Linked DNA regions of Sus scrofa: region 2 is linked to region 1. Evidence: chromatin contacts called from public HiChIP or PLAC-seq data. All regions are on one chromosome and are shown on one strand. Each heading gives the region's core, a stretch centred on a gene start, on an enhancer-like site or on the middle of the called end of the contact. The rest is flanking DNA. Distances are from core to core; before and after follow the strand shown.

Evidence for each region. HiChIP or PLAC-seq counts read pairs in DNA pulled down with a chosen protein or histone mark.
Region 2: an H3K27ac HiChIP or PLAC-seq map of alveolar macrophages shows a contact between it and region 1. The contact joins two enhancer-like sites. A contact is called at or near these places in 1 of 5 promoter capture datasets (liver), 17 of 47 Hi-C or Micro-C datasets (alveolar macrophages, embryonic fibroblasts, fetal heart ventricle and 10 more) and 2 of 2 datasets of contacts at active chromatin or transcription factors (alveolar macrophages and skeletal muscle).

What each region holds. Positions count from the first base shown.
Region 1 is chr3:11,258,396-11,261,095 of Sscrofa11.1, reverse strand. All of the region lies in intron 2 of LIMK1 (LIM domain kinase 1), which reads right to left. Among named protein-coding and RNA genes, the nearest start is that of LIMK1, 6.9 kb to the right of the region's middle. Within about 2 kb of position 1,390, at least 56 of the 83 cell types and tissues checked have an H3K27ac peak or open chromatin away from gene starts, as enhancers often do. A contact at or near this core is called in alveolar macrophages, where this site is marked.
Region 2 is chr3:11,496,963-11,499,662 of Sscrofa11.1, reverse strand. CLIP2 (CAP-Gly domain-containing linker protein 2) reads right to left here. Exons shown (of 16, transcript XM_021086342.1): 13 at 2,051-2,210; 14 at 173-364. Among named protein-coding and RNA genes, the nearest start is that of GTF2IRD1, 40 kb to the left of the region's middle. Within about 2 kb of position 1,287, at least 7 of the 83 cell types and tissues checked have an H3K27ac peak or open chromatin away from gene starts, as enhancers often do. A contact at or near this core is called in alveolar macrophages, where this site is marked.

The DNA.
Region 1 (2,700 bases), core at 141-2,640:
GCCACTGTGGCGGCAGCTCGGGCCTCCCATGCAGATGGAGCGGAGCTTCTGGAGCTACGAAGACCTACTAAACTGGCACCTTCCCATTTTCTTGCTTCAATGTACTTAATCCTCTCAGGCTACCCATCCTCAGGCAGGGCTATCCCCATTTAGAGACAAGGCAGATGAACTTCAGAGGGTCTACCCCACCCAAGGTCACATAGATGGGCCCCAGAGGCCCCAGCAAGATACTCCCAGTTCCACCAAGATACAAGGCGGGGGTGCCGCTCAGTACAGACCAGCCCATCGGTCAAGCCGGGGATCTCCTCAACTGCGGCCAGCGCCCTGGGCGCTGCCAGTCATGATAACGGGGCCTAGCACAGGTACCGGGCAGCCTGGATGGTGGCGCCCATGAAAGACAGATGGAGAGAAACGATACAAAGATTTCCAGGTGTCACCCCACAGGCCAGGAGTTACGTGCCTGGCTTCTTTCCACCCAAGCGTCTTGGGGACCAGCAGCCCAGCTAAGTCAAGGTGAGCAAATGTGAAAATGCGGCACCAGCAGTGACCTGCCCCGCAACCCGGAGTGACCAGCCCCACTGGGTACTGAGAGCCTAACCCAGGGTCCCGGTGTGCACAGGTATGTCTGGGCCAGAGTCACACCGTGTCAAGCTGGCTAGGGGATCCATCCAGCTTGGCTGCTGTAAGGGAGGTCTGGGTGATGTGCCAAGGCTACACGGGGACAGGAGAACCCAGGCAAAGAGCTCATGGCTCAGGAGGGGAACAATCCAGGGACAGAGGAAGGCAGGAAAGAATGGGGGACTAGGTCAGAGCTCAGTGCCCCAGGCGGTGGGGGACCCTCTGCTCCATGGCAGCCTGCACATGGCAGCACTGGGTGACCGCTCCTGAACTAGGGAACTGGGGATGAGGCAGAGTAAGAGGGCTGGTGGGACACTGCCCCTTTAAGAGGATCCAGCCAGTTCCCCATTGTCTGGGAGCCTGAGGGGAGGGGCTGGGGACCACAGCTAGGGGCTGGGAACCCGAAATGTCTGGATCGTGCAGCTAGGAAGGGGGGTGTCTGATGAGCTCTCTCGATGGGGGTGGGGCGTGGGAGGGGGGAGACAGCCTCTGGAGCCCACACTGAGTTGCGAGAGGAGGTGGCGGAAGCAGCCGCTGGACCGGAGCCATGACGTCATCCGCTGCCCCCGCAGCCCTTCCTGCCCCCGGTCCTGAGGAGACTGTAGTGGGTGGGTGACAAGGGAAGGGGCACTGAGCCAGGAGGGAGGGCGCTCAGGGATGGGGAGGTCCCCAGCGCAGCCCCGCGGATTCTAACCCAGCAGGAAGGTGCACAGCTGGAGAGGAGGCTCGTGACCTTGGGGAGATCCCCGCGCCCTGTGCGGATCAGCGGTTCACTTCGCCCTTCCACCCTCCAGACCAGACACGAATCGCGTCACAGGAGCGTCCCCGGAGGCTCCCCCTCACCCTAGGCTACAGGAATTGATTCCCCACCTCGGTGGGCCTGTGGTGGGGGTTCCGGAGCAGCCGCCTTCCTCCAGCGCAGAGAATGCTCTTCTGCCTGCGAGCTCCTACTCCTTCCCGCCCGCACAGACTCCTCACTGCAGCAGCCCTGAAGCCCCAACGTTGCTTCACTCAAGCTCGGGAGCGCCGGCAGCCCCCACTACCACTTCCTGGGGGGGCTGCGCCACCGGCCTCTGCCGCTGACCTGTGGGCTCCCCGAGGCCCCAGGCCAGGCATCCACAGACGTGGGTCCGTGAAGAGAACATGCTTCCTGCTCAACCGGCTTGCTCTGTGCACTCAGCCCGGGGCACGTCCCACCCTGGGCGTCCTCAGAACTGCTCTGGGGTGCCCTGGCTCAGCCCCACCTCAGACTGGGGACAGGGGGCTTCTAGCTCAGGTCAGGGATCTAGCCCACGCTCTCTCAGTGGCTTGGTGGTTGGCCCCTGGGGCCTCGGCAGAGCCCGACCCTGTGTGTCCCCTCATCTTTCAGGCCCACATCGGGTCAGGAGCCAGAGGAGGTGGGTGGGTTAGGTCTGCCTGGCTCTGCGGGGTGCCCCTGCCCCTATAAAGGATGTCAAGAGAGCAGTACCAGATACGGCGTGGCCCTCCCTGAGAGCAAGCGAGGACAGAGAGGCCTGGGCAGGAGAGTTGGGGCCAGGAAGCCCCGGTGATCTCTGCAATGACAGCCCCACCCCTCCCAGGGGTGCCTTCTACCCAGAGCCACGTCCCTGGACACCAAGGGCGAAAAAGAGCAGCTGGGGGACCAGCCTCATGGGAGGCTGTACCAGCAGGGCCAGGAGCCTCAGCGGCGGCCTCTTCCCCTCGACAGGCGGCCAACAGTGACCAAGGAGTTTCAGTTCTCCTGCCTCAGGGCCCGGCCTCAGGTGGGTCTGTCCCGCTGTGGCCTCCAGCCCCAGCTGGCACACCTGGGGCCCTGCCTGAGGCCGGGGACAGGTGGGGAGGGGGTTTTCTACTTACTTGGCCCCTCTGAAGAAGCGGCTTCTGCTCAGGGTCCAGGCCAGCATCCTCTACAGCTACCTACGGCCAGGGGGCCTCGTCGGGAGTGCAGGGGTGGGCCGCCGGGCCGCTTCCCCATCCTACTCCAGGCACTCAGGATTGGAGGCTGCAGAGGGAGGGGCCAGCGTGGCCACACAGCAGGGGAGGAGGGTGCAGCAATGTGGGTGCAGAGCACTTGGTCTTAGC
Region 2 (2,700 bases), core at 38-2,537, 240 kb before region 1:
AGCGCTTCAGAATGGGGGTCCCCAGACCCCAGAAAACCTAGGCTCTCTGGGCGAAGCCGCATCTCTGCCCTTGGTCTGAGCTCCTCAGGATAAAGCCATGCACCCCTTCGGCTGAGACTCCTGGGGGCAGGGCTGGGTCTCTCCCCGCGGACCTGGGTGAGATGCAGCTCACCTGGGGCTTGTCGGGGCAGCTCCTCATGGCCTCCACGAGCCTCTCCACCTGCTGAGCCTGGTCCAGCGCGTTGCGCAGCGCATCCTCCGTGCTCATGAGCTGGTGCTGCAGCCGCAGGACCTCAGGCGCCGAGGATGAGGACGGGTCAATAAGGGAGTAGCGCCTCTGATCCGACAGGGACTTCTCTTTGTCCTGGACGCGGCAGGGGAGGGGAAGAGCGTGCACGTGCACATGTATGCGTGTACGCGTGTGCGTGCGCGCACATGTTCGCGTTGCCAGAGCGCAGACTCTCCTGTAGGCAGGGAACTCCTCTGTCCCATCTCATCTCTGGCCAGGCCTGAGCATCACCAGGGCCCGCGGGCCTCCCTCCCTCACCTGAGGGTCCTCGATGAAGCATCTTCCTTGCCCCCCTGCCCTGAATTCCCAGCTTCCATCAGATGCTTCACATTCTCCGTGTCCTGAAACCTCTCTTTCCTTCTTGCATTCCCTCCCTGCCCCCCACTCCCTCCATGCTGTCTCATGGGAGTCCCTCCTCTTCCCCACTAGACCCAGAGCCTAATTCCCTGAACCCTTCCTCCACCCACAGGACACCTGTTACCTTCCCTTCCAGGGGTGCCACAGCTGACCCCGCCACCATGCTACCCAGAGATGCACTGCCTCCTGGCTCACCAGCCTCCTCGCTCTGGCACAAACCCTCCCTGAACTGCCTCCCTTAGGCTGATGCTTCCAGGTCCTTCTGCTCTGCTCTGACCCTCTACCCAACCCGCCCTCTCTGTCCAAACCTTCCTCACTTCAGGAGGTTTCTTACTACCAAGCCCATCCCTGGTTCTCCGTGGTGCTGGGGACAGTTCACCAGGGACATGGGACAGGCCGCCCTGGGGGAAGGGGCAGCCAGTCACACGTAAACTCGACCGGCTTGTGGCCCATGGAGACAGACAGCCAGGGCAGCTCTGCCCCTTCCACATGGTTCTGGGGAAGCCTCGGAATCAGGACTCCCAAATCCCCACAGCCCCAGGCTTCCGAGTTACACCCAGATTCACAGCACCATGAGGCCCACAGAGGGTTCTGTATTCACCCCCGCCCCCTGGTGGCCAGACCTGGAAGGTCACAGCGCATCCGGACCCGTGGTCCCCAGGATCTGGGAGCAGCAGAGTGACGCCCCTTCTCCCTTAACCTTGCCAGTGCAAGCCTGCTCCCACGGCTGCAGGCAGGTCTTGTGTCCCCTCCTGCCCGGGAGGCCTCTCTTCTCCTTCCATCTCCTCCTGTGTGGCTGGACCCACGTTGCTGGGCGGGAGGGCAGTGAGGAGCTTCGGAGCAGCTTCTCCTGACAGCAGGCCTGTCCTTCCGGACCCTATCCTGTCCACACCCTGGAGTTGGCCAGGCCCAGGAACTGGCCACAGGCTTATCCTGAACACTGACCACGGGGATGGTTTCATCCTGTGCAACCAGTACCACTCACCTACCCCGGCCCTACCTCTGAGAACTCCACTCAGTCAGGCCCCTGTTCCTCTCTCCTTCCAGAGACTGATGCATGAATCATCATTACTGGTTGATTACTTCCCTGGACGGCAAGCTCACCATCTGACGGAAGCTGGTGCTGCCTCTGGACTGGCCAGATTCTTAGGAAGTCTTCCTTTGCATTGCATCACCCAGACGGCCCCACAGCCAGCCATGATGTCTGTAAAAGGGCCACCATGGCCCCCCAATAGCCATGTCACTGACTCTGCCTGCAGTTCTAGAGGACTATGAACCCTCACTGTGACTTGGCTGTCCCTGGGGTGGCTCCAGGAGGTCACCAGCCTCCATGGCCTGACAGCAGGTAGCCCTGGCCCCGTTCCAGCGTTCCATCATTCTCAGGCCGCCCCCTTCTCCACGTACCAGCCCGGTCAGCTTTTCCCGCAGGCCCCGGATGTCATCCTTGAGTTTCTGCTCCTTGATCCGCCACTCGGCCTTATGGACCTCACGGCTCAGATCCCTTTCAGGCCCCGGGGAGTGGCGATTGGCCTCCAGCAGCAACACCCGCAATTCATTCAGGCTCCTGGAGGAGGGTGGGGGTACACAGAACAGCTGCAGTCAGCCTGGGCCCCTCTGTTCCCATGCCCCACAAGGTGCCAAGTGCCCACAGACTAGCTACCCCAAGGGACAGCGCTTCTCAGCATCTGTGCCAGGAGGGGCCAGAGAAGAAACGTGAGGCCTGGAACCATCTGATCACAGGGGGCAGGGTTCAGGGACGGGACAGTCAAGAGAACTTAGCCTTTCTCAGAATGGTTTTGAAGTTTTTTTGGTTTTGGTCACATGAGCAGCATGGGGAAGTCCCCTGGCCAGGGATCAAACCTGTGCCACAAAAGTAACCAGAGCCACAGCAGGGACAATGTCAGATCCTTAAGCTGCTGAGCCACCAGGGAACGCCTGAGTTTTTTTTTTTTTTTAAAGAGAATATATTTGTTTAATTAAAAATTAAATAATACAGGAGTTCCTGCTGTGGCACAGTGGGTTAAGGATCTGGCACTGTCCCTGCAGTGGCTCGG